Regions from separate parts of the Mus musculus genome. Here region 2 is linked to region 1. Evidence: chromatin contacts called from public HiChIP or PLAC-seq data. All regions are on one chromosome and are shown on one strand. Each heading gives the region's core, a stretch centred on a gene start, on an enhancer-like site or on the middle of the called end of the contact. The rest is flanking DNA. Distances are from core to core; before and after follow the strand shown. Region 1 holds the start of 2610301B20Rik (RIKEN cDNA 2610301B20 gene). Region 2 has its middle 6.7 kb from the start of Gm35429.

The links. HiChIP or PLAC-seq counts read pairs in DNA pulled down with a chosen protein or histone mark.
Region 2: an H3K27ac HiChIP or PLAC-seq map of embryonic stem cells shows a contact between it and region 1, with 11 read pairs. The contact joins the enhancer-like site here to the promoter of 2610301B20Rik in region 1. A contact is called at or near these places in 1 of 39 promoter capture datasets (embryonic stem cells), 1 of 484 Hi-C or Micro-C datasets (bone marrow-derived macrophages), 6 of 115 datasets of contacts at active chromatin or transcription factors (acute myeloid leukemia, bone marrow-derived macrophages, embryonic stem cells and 1 more) and 2 of 9 other capture datasets (adipose tissue and liver).

What each region holds. Positions count from the first base shown.
Region 1 is chr4:10,869,687-10,877,077 of GRCm38.p6, forward strand. 2610301B20Rik (RIKEN cDNA 2610301B20 gene) reads left to right here and starts at 4,812. Exons shown (of 6, transcript NM_026005.3): 1 at 4,812-5,086. The coding sequence starts at 4,929. n-TSaga9 (a tRNA gene) reads left to right here and starts at 4,378; the gene lies at 4,378-4,459.
Region 2 is chr4:11,040,998-11,048,756 of GRCm38.p6, forward strand. No RefSeq gene overlaps it. Among named protein-coding and RNA genes, the nearest start is that of Gm35429, 6.7 kb to the left of the region's middle. Within about 2 kb of position 2,609, at least 16 of the 459 cell types and tissues checked have an H3K27ac peak or open chromatin away from gene starts, as enhancers often do. A contact at or near this core is called in embryonic stem cells, where this site is marked.

The DNA.
Region 1 (7,391 bases), core at 3,562-6,061:
TATCTTTGTTAACTGACCAGTGGTTTCACCTGCTCGAGAGAGCGCCTTCCAGGCCCTAATAGCCGTGGAAGAAATCTGGGCATAAGCTCCCCAATGGTAGTTTGTCTGATCAGCAGAATAAGCTCCCTGACCCGTTAACAAGTCAAAAGTCCAATCTCTCTGCTCTGGAGTCAAAGCAGCTGCGTTTGCTCGGGCCTGCGCTTGTGCAGCTTCGTGCCAAAGCGCTCTCCATTCCATATATTTGCCCATACTAGGGAGAGCGGCTTTTACAACCGTTTGCCAGTCGGCAGGAGTTAGTGCCATGCCGGCAAGCCTGTCTAACTGCACCAAGGTAAAATTAGCATTGGTTCCGTATTTACGGACCGACTCGGCAAGCTCTTTAATTTGTAAGTATTCTACCGGAGCGTGGACACGCCTACCCTCGGCTCCTTCAAAGACCGGAAATGCCTGTTGTATTTTCCTTTGTTCCTCTCTGGGAATGAATGAGTCTGCGCACTGCCTCTCTGCGCACTGCCTCTCTGCGCAGGGCTGACGCACTACGCAGGGCGGGGACTCCGCATAGGGCGGACCTTGAAGCCGACTGCCCTGAGGCCAATCAGCAAACTGGCCTTCGCCAGCCGCTTTTGGCTTCCTTAACTGATTAGCTAGCACTTTACCTGGCTGGTACCCTTTTTTCTCATAATGAGCTGCTTCTTCCTCCCAGTCTGTTTCTTCAGAGGAGAATTCATCATCTGATTCAGAGCTACCAAGAGCTGGCTCCCCGAGCCCATCCAGCGATGAGCACAGGCTCCTTTTCCTAGAGACCTCCGCTAATTGATCTTTCTTCTTTTCCCTTTTTCCTCTTTTTCTTCTAATCTCTCTCCAGGTATTCCTACCTAACCTTAACTTTTCCTCGGGTTCAAGACCCTTGGAAAGGCCTGTATACTTATTTTGTGTACCATATTTCCTCTTTGTTCCTACTCTCTCTCCCCACTTTACTTCTGATAGCTTGTCCTGAATTTCCTCTAGAATTTTCAGCCCTATCTTAATCACTTGATAACATGTGAAAAGGAACAAAAGGGCTCCTAACACCAGAAAAAATTCAAGGCCAAACATATTCCACTTTACTTCTGATAGACTGTCTTGAATTTCCTTAGAAAGTTCAAGATCAGACTTACCTCGTAAAGCTGTACTCACTGGTACTCTCGTTCCCCAGCTGAAAAGTTCTGAATTCATACAGTTGAATCCTTCTTAACAGTCTGCTTTACGGGAACCTTTATTACCGCGACCCGCAGTTCTGGTTCTGGAATGAGGGATCTTCCTTGCGCCAGTCCCGAGTTTTTTCTCGTCCCGGAATTCGGCACCAATTGTTATTAGACGCGTTCTCACGACCGGCCAGGAAAGACGCAACAAACCAGAATCTTCTGCGGCAAAGCTTTATTGCTTACATCTTCAGGAGCCAGAGTGCAAGAAGCAAGAGAGCGAGAAAACGAAACCCCGTCCCTTTTTTAGGAGAGTTATATTTCGCCTAGGACGTGTCACTCCCTGATTGGCTGCAGCCCATCGGCCGAGTTGACGTCACGGGGAAGGCAGAGCACATGGAGTGGAGAACCACCCTCGGCATATGCGCAGATTATTTGTTTACCACTTAGAACACAGCTGTCAGCGCCATCTTGTAACGGCGAATGTGGGCGCGGCTCCCAACAGAGAGGGACACTAACATTAAAGTCCTTTGAAAAGCCATAGGAAAACCTATTGTAGAAGCTTCCTAAAATATATACATATGTAAAAGCAATATAAATGGAGCCCTCATATAATGAAGAAGACAATACACCAAGCAGACATCGTATACCCCCCAATAAAACCTGCAATACCAGGAGTGGGTTACATCTTTTTAGGTTATTGGCCAAAAGGAATTCTGCATGTATGTCTGTATAAGGTTGTCAGACTCCCTGGAACTGGAGTCGCAGACAGCTGTGAACTGCCATGTGAGTGCTGGAAACCCAATTCAGGTCCTCTGAAGGACCAGCAAGCACTCCCACCACTAAGGCATCTCTCCAGCCCTTGACTTTGTTTTGTTTTGTTTTGTTTTGGGTGTTTGTTTTTCGAGACAGGGTTTCTCTATGTAGTCCTGGCTGTCCTGGAACTCACTCTGTAGACCAGGATGGCCTCGAACTCAGAAATTCGCCTGCCTCTGCCTCCCAAGTGCTGGGATTACAGGCATACGCCACCACTGCCCAGCCAACTTTGTTTTTTAAGAAAAAGAAAGAATGTGAAGTTGCAAGGCAACAAGAATTCATGCAATAAAAAAATTCTCAAAACATAAAAACCTTTTAAAACATCTTTGGAATACTAAGTACATATAATGAAATATGGCATACTCCTTTCACCATGTTAGATTATTCGAGACACTTGCCTATTCTCCTTTATGAAATATCTGAAACTCAGAATGTTTTCAAAACTTTGGGACAAGGATTCACAAATCCTTAATTTAGCCCTATCAACTGGAGAGCAACTATTTATTACTTGCCGTACAAGCAAATTGCAAGAGTAACCTTTTAAAATGTTTTTTAATTTCCACACACACAGGAGCACCTGTGAAAGTCAGAAGATGTTGGATCCTCCTGGATCTGGAGTGACAGGCAGTTGTGAGCCACTGGAGATGTGGGCTGGGAATCAAGCCTAGGTCTTGTGACGAGCATCAAGAGTTCCCTGCAGCTGAGCCATCTCAGCAGCCCCAAGGGCAACCTTTCAAGTGGCTTCTTCCTGTGTTTGTACTGGAGTCGGTTCCAGGTACAATCTTAGGACAAAACATCTTGTTCTCTTTTTTTAAGTATTATAAAATTGATGAGAAGACATCCAAAGTAGAGGCTGTTCCTGCAAAGCCGCCGCACACCATGCAGCTCACCACCGCCTATAGCTCCAGCTCCAGTCACCTGAACATACATGTACATACTCACACACAGCCATACACATGCATATACATACACGCGCATTAAAACTAATACAAATGTATCTTTAGAAAGGCTTGTCTTCAATTAAAAAAAAAAAAAAGATTCCCAAGGTAAAATGGCAGATTAGACGTTTCCTTCATGTGACTGAGTAAGAAAAGAGAAAAAAGGGAGAGTAGAGCAATCAAGAAAGTGCGGTCAGGACAACCAACAAGCATGGAATAGAAATGCCATGGGCATGGAGTATATGAAAAACTGGCGACAGCTCCAACCAGCTCCCAGGCCCCTGGGAGCATGAAACGGGAAGCAATGACCACAGGTTGATTCTGAAAGCCTTGTGAAAAAAGACTGCTAGGTCTAACCTCAGAAGAAAAAAAAAAAAAAAACAAACTCACAGTTCTTACAAATTTTATGATGTAAACAGGCTCGACAGCAGCAAGGCCACGCAGAGAAACAGCTAGAGTTTGCCAGACATTACCTTTGTTTTACTATAACATTACATTTTAAGTAATGGTTGCACTCAACAATAGGCCGCCAAAAAAAAAAAAAAAAAAAAAAAAAAAAAAAAAAAAAAACCATCATCCTTCCAAAGGCTTCTGGTGAGCTGTTACCTACCATTTTTATATTGCGCACCGTTACATGTTGCTCCTCGGGAAATTTAAAACTATTTTGAACGAATTAAGTAAATGAAACTAACAAATCACCTGGCTCAGATGTCTGCCGAACTCAGAGTGCCGACTTCTTGGCTAATACAACTTTAGAAATGCAATGTGCTCGCTATGTTCATGAAGCGGTGCTGTGATCTAGGTCTGTGTTACAAACCGACTCCAGGGAGGCTGAGGTAGGAGAGACCTCAAGTTCTAAGGCTAGCCCAGGCTATATAGATATGACTGCCTGCTCAAACCATAAGAATTGAAAATACTGTGGGGGCTTGTTTTGTTTGTTTTGCTTTATTTTGTTTTGGGTTTTGCACCGTGGTTTATATTCTTTTTCAAAGTAGTGCTTCATATCCTGGTGAGACAGTCTTGCGATTCATAAATTGATAGGAATCACTATTTTATTGGTAATGAGAGAAAAACGGTCTAGGAGCTGCTTGTCAAAGGAAAACTAGAAGTGTGCGGGGAAGCTGGGAGGCTGGCCAGAGGTCCTGCAATTCCAGTCTCTCTACTGCAAATGCCTCTATCAATAAGAAAGTAGCCGGGGCCCCTCTCTCGCTTCTCTCCCTCCCTTTCTCCTCTCGACCGCACCCCCCCCCCCACCCCCCACTCTAGCTTTGAAGACTCAGCTCCAACACTTTTATGTCACAGAAAAGAGGGGCAGAATTCTTCAAAGCACAATGTTCGAATGTGCTTAAGCTTTTTCACTCCGATCCAAGCCAGCTTGAGTGCGGCATAAGTTTCCAATGCAGAGTCTACATAGAATCTTCCTGCCAAAATTAGCATCACCAGTAGTCGTGGCCGAGTGGTTAAGGCGATGGACTAGAAATCCATTGGGGTCTCCCCGCGCAGGTTCGAATCCTGCCGACTACGGAAGGGAATGTTTTTTGCCACCGAATGAATAATTTTGGATCTGCAGATTCCCCGATGAAACATACAGCCTGCCAAAGCGACCAGGGGTCGCCACGGGGTGGAAAGAGAGGCTGTTGGGGTGGAAAGAGAGACTGTTTGTGATCAGGCGCCGGAGCGGAGCGGGAGAGGTGAAGGGCAAAGCGGGCCCACAGGCTGCGTGGACGGCAAGGGAAGCGCTCCGGGCACGCAGGACCCACCGACAACATCCGCGGCGGCCGGCCTCAGCGGGTCCCCGGGCCTCGGGACCCCCTGCCACCGCGAGTGCGCGCCCGTCAGCGCCGCGGCAGCGCGCGCGCCCCCCGAGTCGCCCGGAGGTTTGCGCAGGCGCGGAAGGTTGTGGGGAACCCGCTCCCGGGCGCGTCGGTTTCTCGCGTTGCCGTGGAAACCACCGGCCAGCGAGGCTCGGGAGAGAAAGACGCGTCTGTTCAAGATGGCGAAGGACCTGGACGAACTTCTGGATGAAGTCGAGACCAAGTTCTGCAGACTCGACCCCTTGAGGCTGGACCTGGGTGAGCGGCCCAAAGGCGACGGCGGCGGCGGCTCGCACAGCGGCGACCGGAACGGAGCCCAGGAGAAAGAAACTCTCAGGTTAACGCAGGCGGGTGGACGGTTCTGCTACAGCCCTGCTCGGGGCGCCTAAGCCGGCCTCCGCCGCCGCGCGCCCCCGCGGCCTGGGCTACTGTCCTAGCCCTCGACGGCCCTCGGGTCACGGCTCAGACCCCGCCCCTGGGCGAGCCTGAGGGAGCTGAGACCCTACCTGACAGCCCTAACCTGACGTGGATCGGGGTGTCCCTCCCCTGAGACACGACAGGGCCACGCTGACCAGACCCACAGCGTTCTCATCGGCGAGGGGCCCTGACTGCAAATGTCGTGCCTCTCACGCCGTTACCAGGCAACCCTTAGGGAACCGGTAGGCCAGCTGTTAGAAGACCATTTTATTGTCTGATTTGTTTAAGCTCGAGGAGTTAGATGAGAGTATATTTAATTATTAAGAGTATCCATTGCAAATATCTGAATTAAATAAATTGCCCAGTTGCCTGCCATTCCCCGTGTCTCCAAAGTTAAGGGACCCAGCAAATGTCCTATTATATCCAGGTCGAAGTTTAAAGACACTTAAATCTTTGGGGATTTGAACAACAACAATAAAAAGCAGGCGTCGTTGCATTATCCTTTAAAGTGAGATCTTAGGCTCAGTAATAACTCCTGCTAGGACCTGCCGCTTGCCTAGACCATTGGGGGAAAGGCTGGTGTTTCTTCCATTAATGTATAAGGTATTACTTTGCAGTGTTTGCTTTGTGTTTGGCTTGGTTTTGTTCCTTTGTGGTTGGAGAGAATTTGTCAGGCCTTTTCATCTTGGAACCAACATAAAGAAGCTTAGACTGTCTCCACACTGAAAGGATGGCCATTTCTGTGGCTTCTCCCCAGCCATGTGATCTTTCCTGCCTGTGTCTGACTACCAGACTCCACCCACACCCTCCTCTCCCTGCCCCCACCTTAGCACATTTATAATGCCTAAAGTGAATCACAACTGTTATCACTTGTGTTAAACTTTTTATCAGGGACAATGATTAGAAGTTGTGCAAAAAACAACAGCAAATACCCTAAGCCAAGTTTTAAATACAGTTCCTTTCTGGTATGGAATGCCATCACTGAAGTTTTACACTAAGCCAAAGGAAATCATTTGTGAGTTTATGAACAGACCACCTGCTGGTTGCATGGCTTAACTTACCATCTCTAGATGATAGCTGTGATAATAATTGCTAATGTTTACTTCTCTCTGTGCTAAGTCCCCGATATGGGTTACCCCTATCGCCCAATGAGGTGAATGGTGTTCTCTCTTCATTCACCAAATCTAGGTGGCCTGATAGCGTTGGTCTAAGAATGAGTTTGAGGCTCAGCTGGGTAATTTAGTAAGACCAGGTTTCAACTAAATAATACTCATCATCATCTTCTTAGTAATTCATCTGTCTCAAGGCCAGCCTGGTCTACAGAGTAAGTTCCAGGATAGCCAAGGCTACACAGAGAAATCCTGTCTCAAAAAGTAAACCAAAAAAAAAATTCATCTGCTTCTTGAACTTCTTGAATTATATGAGAAAAGAGCCTAGACAGTCTGTCGTCAAAACCAAAGAAGAGTCTCATGGGAGCGTCTCTGTAGTTGGGGCCCAGTGGGACAGACACACCGTTAACCCCAGAGGCAGAGGCAGACTCAGCTCTGAGTGATAGGCCACCCAGGGTTGGAACTGAGAAACCTGAAAGTAATTATTTGAGGTAAGAATTCCCTGTAGTTGACAGATACAGAGATGAGTCCAGAGATAGAGCATTACGCCTGAAAGCAGTTTGAAAGATACTGTTTTAGTAGATAAAGTATTGATATTCAAAGAAACTAAAGCACTTGAATAAGATCAGTATTTCTAGACTAGTGATGATTTTGCAGTGACATGAGTTCTTATGGTTACCACAACTGGAAAAAAGTATACTTTAGGCATCTAGCAGGTAGATAGGAACCCTGTAAAATAGCCTAGACAGGCCAATAGTGCTTCCTCTCGACATACAGGACTTATGTGACCCCAAATGTCAGTAGCTGTAAGATTGAGGAAACCATGGGTGTTGCTGATACTAAAGCAATGGATATAGGCTACTCCAGTTGTGAGTAAGAAAGAGTGGCAGCTTCAAGGGACAGTTTTATAGAGTGATGGGAGTGGGGGTGATGGTTTGTTTAGAAGAGAGTCTTTAGCATAGTTCTAAAGCGAAGGGAAATACCAGTGTAGGCAGTGAAAGACATGAAGGATAAAAGTGAGAGAAGGGGCAGCCACAAAGGTAAAGCCTGGAGGTATTGGGTTAACCATTCGGTACGAGGGATACATCCTCATGTTAGGGCTTCAAAGTAAATACA
Region 2 (7,759 bases), core at 1,359-3,858, 170 kb after region 1:
CTCACTTTGTAGACCAGGCTGGCCTCAAACTCAGAAATCCACCTGCCTCTGCCTCTCGAATGCTGGGATTAAAGGCGTGCGCCACCACGCCCGGCTCATATCTGGGTTGTAACAAAGACATGGAGCCCTTGACAGATACCAAAGTCATATATTTTGTACTTTATAAAAGAACTAGAACTGTGAACCAAACAGACCTTTTTTCTTTATTAAGCACCCCATCTCAGGTATTGTTTTATAGCAACAAGACCAAGAAAGAGGACCAAGAAATGGACAGCCTAATAAGGAAAAAAAAAAAAAAAGCTTTTGACAGTAGCTACAGGTTCTAGCTTAAAAAACACGAATAAAACTGACAACTTCTGGGACTTGGATTAAGAGTTGGTTCAGGGGCTGGAAAGATGGCTCAGTGGTTAAGAGCACCAACTGCTCTTCCGAAGGCCCTGAGTTCAAATCCCAGCAACCACATGGTGGCACACAACCATCTGTAATGATTACTGAATCTCTTCTGGAGTGTCTGAAGACAGCTATGGTGTACTTACATATAATAAATAAATAAATCTTAAAAAAAAAAAAAAGAGTTGGTTCAGTGGTTAAGAGCACTGACTGCTCTTCCAGAGGTCCTGAGTTCAATTTCCAGCAACCACATGGTGGCTCACAACCATCTGTAATGGGATCTGATGCTTTCTTCTGGTGTGTCTGAAGACAGCTACAGTATATTCATAAATCTTAAAAAAAAAAAAATCTGACCTCTTTCCCATTCAACCAGACTCTCTCCTTCATTATGCCACAATAAAGGACTCCATCTCCACTCGTGTGAACCAGATAATGCCACAAACAGCCAGGACTTTCCCCTAGGCCCCACCCCCAACCCCAATGGGTCAGTGCAGCACCACTCAGTATAAACGTGCACTCGTGTGCACACACACGCACACACACGCACACACATACACAGGTATCCCCTAACTCATGAGAATGTCAGAAGAGACCTAGATGGGGCACCAGATGAAGGCAACACTGTCAGTGGAGGCCACATGGGAAACATGAGGGTGCAGTCCTACTGTGTGCAGCCAGAGTGGTATCGGTGGATGCCTGCGGTAGAACAGGGCCAAGCAGCTAATGGCCCTTACTGCTCCAGTGTCAAGAGAGGCCAAGTGGTGAAGCTGGATTTAAGTTCCGCTTTCTCTTGACAGATTGGTATGAGGTTAGGGCAGGGTTAGATGTATGTGGGAATCAGTCCCCACTGGCAGGAGCTCCCACACAGTCAGTGAACCTGGAAGCTGTACTTAGGTGAACACTGGCTTGGGAAGCTAAACTATTTGGCCTCCTGCTTCATGGTTGACCCCCCAGGCCCTGCTTGCCACTTTTCTTGGTTGTAACTCTCATTCCAGCTAATCTATGTGGAAATGGGACATGTCAACATACTAGAAATACCCAGGCAATAAAAACAAGTTAAGATGATAGAGAGCTGACTGTGTTCTTGTGCTTAGACACAAGGACTCTCAATGGTTTCCAGACTTCCAGTTTACACTCTACTGCCTTCACCCTGTTTCAAAAGGGAAAGGACCAAGACTGAGACAGATGGAAGAAAAGTGAGAACACAGTCCTACTGTGTGCAGCCAGAGTGGTATCAATAGATAGACAGTGAACAAGTAAGGCCAGAGACCGAGTTTCCCTCACTTGACGTGGCTGTAATCTCAGCCTCAAGAAGCAGAGGCACTAAAGGGGCCAGAAGTTCAAGGCCGTCCTCAGCTACATAGTGAGTTCAAGGCCAGCCTGGACTACATGAGACCTTGTGTAAAATAAATAAATAAAATTACCAAGACTCTATTCTACCTAACACCAGACAAGATTTAAAACAGTAGCAGCTGAGTGTGCTAATGCACACCTGTAATCTCAGGAGTTGGAAGCAGAGGCAGGTGGATCTCTGAAGGTCAGCCTGGTCTACGTGGAGAGTTCTAGGCCAGCCAGGGACATATAGTGATGCCCTGTCTTAAAACAACATGAAAATCTTTGTGCTGTATGAAAATGTTCAAATGGACCATGACTGAGTGACTGCCACGCCCTCTGGTCAAGTCTGCTTGACAGGCTGAAAGTCTGAAAGCACTCACGAGGAAAAGAGTTTCAAGGAAACTCACCTCCTGGAGCTTTGGCGTTCTCATTTACCCATATACTCATACCCTATTCCCTTAGTCTGGTGTATGGAAAAATTCTGTTATAGTTAAGTCTCCCCAGTGTTCCAAGGTCCCAGAAGCCTGTGAGCTTAGAATCCTGTAAGAATGCAGTAAGGAAGTTAACCTATTCAGTTACTAATTAAGCATTACAAAAGACGGAGCCAGTAGCTGAGAGCTGGTCTGCAAGGTGTTTACAGTAGCAAATCGCACCCAAACAAGGGAATACCATGAAAGAGCCAGGGAATCCCACTGAGATAGAAATCTTCAGTACAGGCTACATTGCATATTAGAAGCAAGTTGGTAAATTCTTCTGACAAATGGAGATTCTCCAGATACTTAAAAGTTACACTCACATAAGAATTTAGCAAGGTCTGGGAATTAGGGGGGTTGTGATATTGCATTATTCATGAGGCCTGCCAAGAGCAGTACCCCCTGGTGCTTGCCTTCACAAGGTTCAAAGGTATAACACTAGAGTGTGAAATCCTTGCCCGTCACTAAACTGACCCTAGTCAGGACTGCTTTATCTTTACTATAAACATTTACCTGGTTCCTGTAAATCCTTTTGAAGTCATTCCTTTGTTTTGTTCAGGTAACTTCAATGTACTTTGCCTGCTACCCTTTGTATTTTCTGTACTATATAAGATTGGTGTTCACTTTGTGACAATACATTCAGATTCTACACAATCTCACGTGTTGGTCTGTTTGTCACCCGCCAATGTTTTGCCCACCTGCCCTAGAGACCCGTTCCACGCAGACAAAGGGACCCAGAGGGTCTGCGGCAAGTGACCACCCCCCTTAAACCTTCAAGTATGTTCTGAGAAGAACATTTCATTAGACTGTGATCTCCACCAGTTTATGTTAAATACTTTTCTGATTCAAACCCACATGGAAAATGAATGGATGCTGAGGGTGACATCCCCAGGAAGAAGAAACTCTCGTCTGGGTGGCCTTCTGTGGCTCTACAGTGTACACCATGCCTCAGACCAATTCCTTGTGGAACTAAAGCCCGGAAAATCTGAAGAACAAGGGTATTACAAAAATGTGAGAAGATATTTTTCATATGGAATGTGTAAGGGAATTAAACGAAAGGCTAAACAAATGACTTTTAAATATGTCTAAAGACCTGCAACCCTGTTCATGGCACAGGCAGTGACTCCTTGCCTCCCTGAGGATCCACAGGACCCACGCACGGATCCTGCACTCCACTCTGCCCACACCTGTAAATATTGGCATGCAGAGAACACCAGGTAATGGCAGCAGCTCACATACTTCTGTCGGCGATTTAAGGCAAGTTGGTCTCATACGAGTCAAACTCTTTATCTGAATTATAACCATAAAAATATACATCCCCAGTAAATTACAACCATCTTTTATACAATGAAATATGAGAACCTTGGTGATGGCTATTCTTGGATATCAATTTGATACATTTGAAATTAAGTAAACCCCCCCCAAATTGAGGGCACATCTGTGGGGTATTTCTGCTTAATTGGAAATGGGAAGATCTACTTCTAATCCAGATTTTAGAGATAGAAGGACACACCTTTAATCCAGATATTTAATCTAGATCTAATCTGGAAGCCTATATAAGAACATGCAAGTGAAAGACCCACAACATGAGGACTCCCCCACGTTCTGACTCAGGAGAGGCGACACCCCAAAATCACCCACAAGAAACGGTCTTGTTGCAAACTGCAAGAGGATTTTTATTCAAGAGCGCTCTCTCGGGCCCACGGTCATACACCACGTAGGGGTAGAGGACCATGGCGCCCCGTGTAGCTGAGTAAGGGGGTATTTAAAGGAAGAAACCGAAACTCAAGGAAGTGGGGAGGGCGTTGTTGGAAGATACCAAAGATACCAGTTAAGAGTCACAAGGAAGTGTAAAGTTACAAGAGTCACAAGGAATACCTGGTAATTGTTAACTCTCAAGACAGCTTCTAAGAGCCTCTAACAATAGCACATTTGCATTGCAGGTTCTGGCAATGGCCAGGGTGACTTTCTTTGAATGAGCACTCTTTGAACCCAGGAAGCGGGTGGGTAGAGGAATGTCGCTATCTCTTTTATGATTAGCATACCTTTACAAAGGCCACATTCCCAAGCCTGGGCCTAAAGGCCTAGAATTCTGTTTTTATTATGTTATACTTTGACAAGAAAGTTCCTGCCTGTTTGCTCTCTACTTGTTAGTACGTCCATTCCTTCACTGGCATTACAACCTACCTCTTCAGGATTCCAGTGTATACTGAAGGCAGTCTGAGACATCCAGCCTCATGGACTGAGCAGCTACAGTCAGCCATTGTTGGATTAGCGGGACCACAGACTAAGTTATTCTTAAATAAATCCCCTTTCTACACACACACACACACACACACACACACACACACACACACACACACACATTCTATACGTTCTGTTATTCTAAAGAAGCCTGAGTAATACAATTTCCTTCTTTAAAATTTCTACACCAGCTGAGCTGTGGTGGTGCACACCTTTAGTCCCAGCACTCGGGAGGCAGAGGCAGGTCGATTTTGGATCTTTGAGTTTGAGGCCAGCCTGATCTACAGAGTGTGTTCCAGGACAGCCAGGGCTACACAGGGAAACTTTATCAAAAACAAACCCCAAAAAGACAAAATCAATTTTTATAGCTTATTATTAGCGTATGTGTGCATGATGAGGGGGACATGAAGTGTGGCACACACATGAAGGTCAGAGGATAGCTTTGGGGGTCAGCTGGTTCTCCCTCTTCACCTCGGGTTTGGGGGACAGGACTTTGGTCATCAGACTTACTAAAACATTTTATTTTATTATTTTTTTAAATATTTATTTATTTATTTATTTATTTAATGTAAGTACACTGTAGCTGTCTTCAGACACACCAGAAGAGGGCATCAGATCTCATTACGGATGGTTGTGAGCCACCATGTGGTTGCTGGGATTTGAACTTCAGACCTTTGGAAGAGCAGTCGGGTGCTCTTACCCATTGAGCCATCTCACTAGCCCCACTAAAACATTTTAAAAGACAATTGAAAGCCAGTAGGTGGGTGGAGGCACACTTCTCTAATCCCAGCACTGGGTCAACAGAGGCAGGTGGATCTCTGTGAGTTCAAGGCCAGTTAGGTCTACAGAGCAAGTTCCAGGACAGCCAGGGCTAAAAAAAAACCTAACTTGAAAAAACAAAAACAAAAACAATACAGTTGAAAAATTTTAAAGCTTTTGTGTGCCTATATTAGCATCTTCCCCTCCATCTATTTTTCATATTTATTTTAATTATGTGTATATCTGAACATGAGGGCAGGAGCCTGTGGGGCTGGAGTGCGGTGGTTTTGAGCTACCCTGCAGTGCTGGGAGCCCAACTCTGGTCCTCTCACAAGCAGTTCCTGCTCTTCTTCATCCCTAGGCTTCCGTCTGTCCATCTTTACCCCTCATCCTTGTTTGTTTTGCTAATTTTTTTTCCCAAGATAGGGTCTCACTATGTAGCTCTGGCTGTCCTAGAACTCACTATGTAGGCGAAGTTGATTTCAAACTCACAGAGATCTGCCAACCTTTGCCTTCAGAGTGCTGGGATTAAAGGCATGTCCACCATACCCGGCTCTCCTCCACAGCTATTTTGTTGGTTGGTTAGTTGGATTTGAGACAAGGTGTCTGCCTCTACCTTGGTAGTGCTGCGATCATAGACATGTGGCACAGTGCCTAGCTGGATACCATTTTTAATGTTACATGTATGTTGAGAAAAAAATGGGGAGGACTTAATTCATTTAATGGTGGTTATTTCTTACTTATGAAATGGTTGATTTAAAAAATAATTATCCTCAGGCTGGAGAGAAGGATCAGCAGTTCAGAGCACTGACTGCTTTTCCAGAGGTCCTGAGTTCAATTCCCAGCAACCACCTGGTGGCTCACAACCATCTGTAATGGGATCTGATGCCCTCTTCTGGTGTGTCTGAGGAGATTGACAGTGTACTCATATACATAAAATAAATAAATCTTTAAAACATTTAATAATTATCCTCTACTGTGTTTGTTTGGCCCCAATATTCCTGTAATGAGTACAAGAAGTAGGCTGTGTAAAAACAACAATATTCAGTGTTTCACAATATCTTAAGAGAGCAGGATTCAATCAGCCACACACAGCCTACAAGTGAGGGATGGCAGCAGCATCCTTCTGCTAAGGAAGGAGAACGCAGTGCATTTGGAAATTAGTATCGCATAGACGACTGCCCCAAGAAACAAGCATAGACTTACTGAAACAGCTTTCTGAATCATTAATGTGGAGTTCCTATGGAATCCTGCCCGCCTATAAAAGGACTCCAGGCTTATACAGCTCTTGAATTTGGTCGTTGAGTAGTTCATGTTGCCGGCCTGTGCTGAAACACACAGAGCATTATTACATAACTGAGCCTCCAGGAGAGGGGTCAGGATTAAAAATAAAATAGAAAACACAGCGAAGCCTGGCACAGCGAAGCCAGGCAGGGATGTTTAATGAGAAAAGGTGACTCAAAGGCAAACAGGATTTGTGCAAGAGAAAAAAAAAAGTCAGCCCACAGGCTCATTAAATAACGAGGACTTCCTAGCTCTGAGTCAAAAGGCATTGTTTATCCAAGGAATGCTTACATTAGAAACACTGTAAACAATAATCATGAGCGCACATACAAAATACGTATCTTAAACGCCAAACCCCTTACTGCGTCCTCTGACTTACTTATCCTTCCTCTCAGCCTGTTTTCTGATTGTAGCCAGCAATCGAGATTCTTGAATACTGTATGCTTCACTCAGCTGTCACGTGTGTGTGTGTGTATGTGTGTGCACTATGTGCGTGGGACCGCATGTGTGTGGAGGTCACAGGACAGCGTGTAGGAGCCATCCTGTCCTCCCGTCAGGGATTCTAAGATTGAACTCTGGAGGCTCTGCCTGAACTCTGAGTGCATTCACCATTGAGCATCCTGCTGACCCTGAATAAAAAGTGGCCTGTGTGATGTCATGGTCACCTGTCAGCCAGTCGCACAGCAATCGCCTGCCTCCCACCATCCTACTGCTTGAAGGGACCTTCGTAAAACTCTTTATGTGTACGATTGGTCTGCCTGCATGTATGCATGTGCAACACAGTGCCTGGTTCCTTCGGAGGCCAGAGAGGCCTTCAGATCACCTGTTACCAGGTAGGCACAGTTGTGGGCTATGTGGTCCTGGGAACTCAACCCAGGCCCTCTGTAAGGCAGCCCCAGGACCCTAATTTTTAGGAAATAATGTTTACCACACAGTAATTTTCATCATAAGGAGAAGCAGGTGAGTGGCCAGTCTGCCTCCTTCTGACCCATTTCAGTCAATCCCAGTTCCCTGTGTGGCTTCTTGCCCAGTCTTGTTATGGAAACAAACAGTAGGCTTAATGCTTTGTTTTACTTTAACTGTCTGCGTAGTGTTTACAATCTGAGGATCTTCCTGGTCAAGTCATCAATTGGGCTAGTGTCTTTAAAAAAAAATTAAATTTGTACCAACTAAAACAGCTAGAATCCAAGGGCACCTGGAGGTTTGCTGAAATGGGTAAGGCAAACACCAGTTCTCTGATCTTAATTCAAAATGTTTCACCAGGCCAGAGGATA